Regions from separate parts of the Mus musculus genome. Here region 1 is linked to region 2. A link is a contact called in public Hi-C data. All regions are on one chromosome and are shown on one strand. Each heading gives the region's core, a stretch centred on a gene start, on an enhancer-like site or on the middle of the called end of the contact. The rest is flanking DNA. Distances are from core to core; before and after follow the strand shown. Region 1 has its middle 60 kb from the start of Gm40554. Region 2 holds the start of Ttc8 (tetratricopeptide repeat domain 8).

Region 1 (2,939 bases), core at 294-2,793, 160 kb before region 2:
CTCTCCTACTTCTATTGCTGTAATAAAATATCTTGGCAAAAGTAACTTCATGGAGAAAGGGCCTGTCTTGGCTCTCAGTTCCAGGGTACAGTCTGGGCTTGAGCAAGCTGGTCACAGTGCCTCAGCAGGCAGGAAGCAGAGGAGTGTGGGCGATCCTGCTCAGCTAGCTTTCTCCTTTATATGCAACCAGGGCCTAAGCCAAGGAGTGGTACTGCCCACTATTAGGGCAAGCCTTCCCCTTGGTTAACCTAATCAAAGATAATCCCTTGCAGGTGTTCTTGGGGGCCTGTCTCCTGGGCGATTCTACAGCCTATCAAGTTGACAGTCGACACTGCCTATCATACCTACGTAACCAAGGATCTTATTACCCGATCAGATGCTGTAGTTAGTTAATTCTGCAATCAGTTATGGTGCGGTACCAGACCAAATAGCTGATCACCTCCCTTGCTCTCTGTTGGACTGTTGGTGTCAGCCAAAGGCCCATGTGTTAAAGGCTTGGTTCCCACCCATTGCACTACTGAGAGGTAGGGACCTGGTGAAGCTATTAGGGGCATGCCCTTGAAGAAGGCATTGGGAATATACTTTCTGCCCTGTTTCCCAGACACGATGAGGTTAACAGGCCTCCTACTTTGTGTACTCCCACCATGATTTTGTCTTACCACAGAACCAACCAGCTATAGACTTGAAACCTTGAAAACTGTGAGCTTTTAAGATAAAGCAATCCGTCTCTTGAATTCATTTACAGTAATGGCATACCATCACAGCCCTGTGCCTCCAAGCACAGTGACTTAACGACCATTCATTTCGCTGAGACCACCATCTTTAGGTAAGAGAACCTGCCCGGGGCACTGATTCAGGGCTCTGTGTTCCTTCTTCTGTCTTGCTGCAGTCACCCCCAAAGTCATTGACTTCCCTTGTTGGTCTTCAAGATCAGAACCAAGTTAAAGGTGTTTCTACTTTCCTACTTCTAAGGATGGAAAGAAGGAATTTGGGGGTTTCTTTTCCTTCTTCTTAGGTGACTGACAACTGGGAGTAAGGTTCTGTGGTGGGATGTCCACAGACCTGGCTGCAGATAGCCGGCATTGGCCGTCAGCTCTGCTCACTGCTGCTGGAGCAAGCATCGACTCTCTCTCTCTCATGCTCCGTACAAAATGGTTTAACTTTGACCTCGCAGGCTGTGGCAGTTTCTAGGAACCCCTGGGAATAAATCCTAACGGCTCTTTTCTCTTACAGCTCTCTTCTTTTCCTTTTAGGAAAAAGGCCTTGTCAGAGGTTTAGCCATTGAAGCTAAGCCCCAGGATTCCTAATCCTTTCAGCCTCAGCTTCCCGACCTCCATGAGGCTCAAGGGCAGGGTCACGAATGTGTCGCAAGGCATAAAGGTGGACACTGCGTCCCAAGACTGGCCATCAAGGGGAGAGTTGAGGTGCCTGCTCTGTACCCCTGGCCTGTCCCTGCCTGGGGCATGCCTAGCCCTGTGTCGTCTGCTGGAGGGCGGTGCGGCAGCGCCACCGTGTGGCCGCGCGACATCAAAGCGCTGCGACTCCACCCGCTGGGGTTGTCGCGCTGCTCAGCCAGGAGCCTAGTTAGGATGCTTGGCTTAGGACATCTCCTCTGGTCCCCATATCGAATTTTTCTTTGCACTGCCCCCTGGTGGAGCTGTTTCTACCCCGAGGTGCAGAGGACTTATGCAAAGGGACAGTTATCATCAGAGGCTGCAGTCTAGCCGTCAACATGTACCCCAATGGTTTGAGCTCTCTGGTCTCAAAAAACGAGGAAAACAAAAAGCAAAAGTCCCCAGAGAGTCTCTCATCATGCCAGATCATGCGTTTTCCCGGAGTCAGGAGATGAGATATAACTCCCAGCCCCTGAGACATGCCCAGACAGACAGACATGGACCGCGTCTGCAGCAAGAACCACTCTTTCTACCTTCGGGATCTTTCGCTAGCCAATGTGTAGCACCCTGATCCAAGCTTGGTGATTCCAGGAATCGCCCCAGGGGGCTCTGCCTCAGCATAAATATTCCCCAGGTTTAGGAGGTCCCTATGTAGGCTGGGTTCTGGATACTAGAAAGGGAGACTTAACATCCCGCACTTCTGTTGCTATGGAAACGCCCCCCTCCCCGCAGGTAGACATATGTTAAACTCCAGCGATAAAAGAGCTATAGGGACCTTTAACTTATAGCGGCAGTGGGGGATGGAGGACTGCTCAAGGTCGCCCAGTTAACAAAGGTAAAAACCCAAGCCATTCTCCATTAGGAGAAGATGAAGCTTTGAGTACTCCTTGCTTCTCCATTCGGAGACATCTTCACAGAGTGAGGAGCTTTAGCCTGAGAAAGGCCCAGGAAAGATGGGGATTTGGAAAGAGAATTCATATCCAATCAGAGAACCTTGATTTTTCTACTTCTCCTTACTCAATCGGTTTCCAGCCTCTTCCTGGTCTGTTTGCAGAATAGGAGCACACCCAGAGCAGTATTATTGGTATCTGTCTGTAACAACGAAAGAAGAGACAGCCCAGTCATAAGGATCTGTCCCTGGTAGGTATATCCTGGGGGTGTTCACAAATAAATCTGGACCTGGTGCAAGTAACAATTTTAAAGCACTTGTCAAGTGTAAAGGAGCTCCAGGAACCAGCACATTCGCTGTTTACAAAATGTTGCAAGCCTTGTGATTAGCATCATTGTTCACGGAAGGAAACTGAAGCACAGTGAAGCATTTCAACTAAAGTCATTCAGAGAGCACCCAGCCTTCTCAAGTCCAGGTGCTCCTTCAGCCACCACGCTGCTGATGAAGAGGGGACACGAAAAGCATCTGTGTGCGCACGGGAGCCTGGGGGCCAGAGCCTGGGGCCCGGAGCCTGGAGAAAACAAAGTGTGCCCCCAACAACAGAGTTTTGCAATTAAAGTCCTGGGATGGTAGAAACAGGTCTCTCTCTCTCTCTC
Region 2 (3,241 bases), core at 54-2,553:
CAGAGAGCAGCAGAGTCCAGGAACAACCTTCACACTCAGGCTTTTCTAGCTTTCCCTTTCTTTCCTAACAACTCCAAGGCAACACCACTAGAGGGAAAGCAAGAAAACCAGGGTCTGAATAGGTACAATACACTGTGCATGTACCTAAAAGCACTGCCAAACTGGCACAACTCTACTCTTAGGCTCCTGTTTTTCTTCTCGCCTCTTCCAGGGGCTATTTATTCAATGATAATGTTCGTGATACCTCCCCCATTCATTATTGACCTTTGCATTCATTATACACAATAATGCTGTATTTATTAAGTTCCCTTTTGCCCGATCCCCTTTAAAGACAGGTTCTCCTTTAGCTCACCAGGCTGGCCTTGAACTCTCTACCTAGCTGAGCATGGCTTTGAACTACTGATCCCCTTGCTGTACAGGAGTATACCTTCATGTTGAACTGTTATATGTCCTTCTAACCAAGGCTATCAGGTCTTCTTCTGTCTTATATTTCCCTCCTACAAGAAAAGTTTCTCTTGCCCAGGTAGTTTCTTTAAAAATAAATATATCCTTCCCTCATCTACATTCTCATTCTTCTATCTTGCCTCCAGTTGAATTCATGACTCAGAAACAAAAGTTCCTTCACACTTGGACAGAGGTCTAAAAATGCGGTAGATCGCGTGCTTCACTATCTGGACCAAAAGACAGCTGTGTTTAAAGGCGGCTGCATCTCAAGTCTTTGTTCACATATATATTTTCCTTTTTAGAAATCAACCAAGTTAGGAGTGTGACCAGTGAATGACCAATGAACTATCAAAGCCCCTCACAAACTTAACAGAGTCCCTTTAAATATAACTAATTCTGAAAAAGGTGTGCTGAAGTTTATAGCAGGAGCTGTCAAAGCACAGGACTCAGGATTCCCAGGGGATGCAAAAGGCAGGGACCTACTGTCCAGGATTCCAAAGAGTCTCGCTCCAGGTGCCTTTGCGGATTACACAGGCAACTTCTTCTTGGGCCCTCCTCCCGGGCCTCCCTCAGGGGACAGAGGGATCCCGCCCTGAGCCCATGGCCTCAGCAAAGAGGATCCACAGACTGCCTGGGGCCGGCCAGGTACCTGATCATAAGGGGATTTCTCCAGCATCTGCGTGCATAGATCGGCGCAGAGCTGGAACTTCCTGCGTCTAAAATAGCTCCAGGCCCGGAGCAGTGGCTCCATCTCTGAGCCCATGGTGGTCCGGGACAACCCTCAAGGAACCCAGAGGCCCTGTACCCAGAGCCCGGCCCGGGGAGGGCGGGGTTCGGGAGCAGCGAGCGGGAGGCGTCTGGCTTTGCTGAGCAACGCGCAACGGCGGGGCCTGGCTAAGGAGGTGTCCGCAGCGCGCCTGAAAACAGGGGACGGGAAAGCCTCTGAGAGCCGACCTCAGCCAGAGAGTTTGCAAAGAATTGCTGGCAAAAAAGTGTTCTTTTAATGACAATAGATTGCATTAACTTTGAAAAGCCACCAAGCCTTTAAAAGAAACAGGTAGTGACTTAGACACCTCGGACAGGGTCCTCCGTGCTAACGAGAGATGCAGTTGCCTAGCAACCATCCGGTTGCTTACCCTGTAAGTGCCAAAAAAAAAAAAAAAAAAAGCCCACCTAAATTGACCCGGGTTGTGTCTCCTGTCTCACTACGCCCCACTTCGCGCATTCCTACTGCTGTCATATTTCTGACTCTAGAAACATAAATGCGGAAACAGTTTCTCCTGTGCCCTAAATCCAAAACCTCTACAGTATTTTTCCGTCTCACGGCAGTGTTCAAATTGCAAGGGATTTGAGAGCTTGCTTAGTCCAATACACTCATTTTACAGATGAGAAGATGAGATAGGCTCCAAAAAGAGAAATTATTTGCTTCACTTGTTTGGAGTTAAGGAGGCGAGACTATAATTTACAGATTGAGGGCATTTCTTCCAAAGTAGATAATGTATGGAAAGGGAGATTTGTTGTTGCTGTATTGTTTTGGTTTTCCTTTGGTTTGGGTTGTTTTCTTTGGTTTCAAGATCTTGCCATGCAGCCTAGGCTAATCTGCAGTGCAGCCTCCCTAGTGCCAGTGCATACAGGTATTTGACACCAGATACAACAAATAAACTTTTGAAACCCCGTTTATGGGCACGTGTCGTCTGTCAAATGTTTTCATGTGTGCAGTGAGTTTTGGTTTTGTTTGCTTTTATTCTTTCCCTGCAGAAGACCGAGTCCAGGGTTTTGGCACGCGCTAGATAAAGATTCTATTGTTGAAATCACTGAGCTAAATCCCCAGCCCAGAGTGGTTCTGACTGATTGAACCACTGCCCGACTTTCCTCTACACATTTACAAAGATGACAAATATCTAACAGCAAGAGCCCATAATGCAGAAATGAGGCTGGGGTGAGTCTGGGGGTGGCTTCTTAGACCATCCTCCTGCCTCCTTCCTACCATGACGGAAGACAGAAGAAAATATCTGAATAGTGAAGAGTTTTCTGACGGTGTCTACACTTTCTCTCACAGATAACAATCAATAAACACAGACCTTTTGCAGTTTCCTGAAACCACTAGAGAATCACAATGCAAACATTATATTTAACCCAGGTAGCTTTTGCAGATTTCAACCCGACGTCTACATTTCAGAACAAAGGAATGGATTGTGAATATTTCTAGTCTCATTTTCTAAGCAATCCTTCTAGAATTTTTGCATCTTGGAAGTGACTAATTATGAAGATTATAAGTTTTATAGTGATGATTAATACTGGTCCATCTGTGTTTCCCTAGAAGGGACTCTAGAGATGGAATTTGTGAGAAGGTCCCAGTGAGGTAGTCTGTGTGAAGGTCATGGTTTCAGGAAGGCATACATGTTGGTCATGGACAGCTTCAGTACTTCACAGGGGCCTTTTATTTTATTTTATTTTTTTATTTTTAATATAAAAGACTCCTGTGTAAATGATTTTCAACCCTTATACCCCACACTGACTGTGGAATGACCAGTTCTACCTCAGCTTCTAGACCATTGTGGTTAAAGGTATGGACCGCCACAGTACATATATCTTTGAAGTTTCTAAGGTTGTTTTTATTTTATGTGTATGAGTGCTTTGCTTGCATGTATGTCTGTCCACCGTGTTTGTGACGAGTACTTGAGGAGTCCAGAAGAAAGCATCTGGTTCCTGGAACCCGAGTTATCAAGTGTGAGAGCTGCCATGTGGGTGCTGGAACTGCAACCCGTGCCCTCTACAAGAACAGTAAGTGATCCTA

What was found. A called contact is a pair of places that touch in the nucleus more often than the background predicts.
Region 1: a contact with region 2 is called in a Hi-C map of neural progenitor cells, with 2.5 times the contacts expected there. The contact joins the enhancer-like site here to the promoter of Ttc8 in region 2. A contact is called at or near these places in 5 of 39 promoter capture datasets (the 3T3-L1 cell line, 3T3-L1-derived adipocytes, the HPC-7 cell line and 1 more), 5 of 484 Hi-C or Micro-C datasets (the C2C12 cell line, cerebellar granule neurons, cerebral cortex and 2 more) and 1 of 115 datasets of contacts at active chromatin or transcription factors (embryonic hindbrain).

What each region holds. Positions count from the first base shown.
Region 1 is chr12:99,082,970-99,085,908 of GRCm38.p6, reverse strand. No RefSeq gene overlaps it. Among named protein-coding and RNA genes, the nearest start is that of Gm40554, 60 kb to the right of the region's middle. Within about 2 kb of position 1,543, at least 41 of the 459 cell types and tissues checked have an H3K27ac peak or open chromatin away from gene starts, as enhancers often do. A contact at or near this core is called in 3T3-L1-derived adipocytes, cerebral cortex, neural progenitor cells and 1 more, where this site is marked.
Region 2 is chr12:98,918,636-98,921,876 of GRCm38.p6, reverse strand. It overlaps Ttc8 (tetratricopeptide repeat domain 8), which reads right to left and starts at 1,303. Exons shown (of 14, transcript NM_029553.4): 1 at 1,094-1,303. The coding sequence starts at 1,207.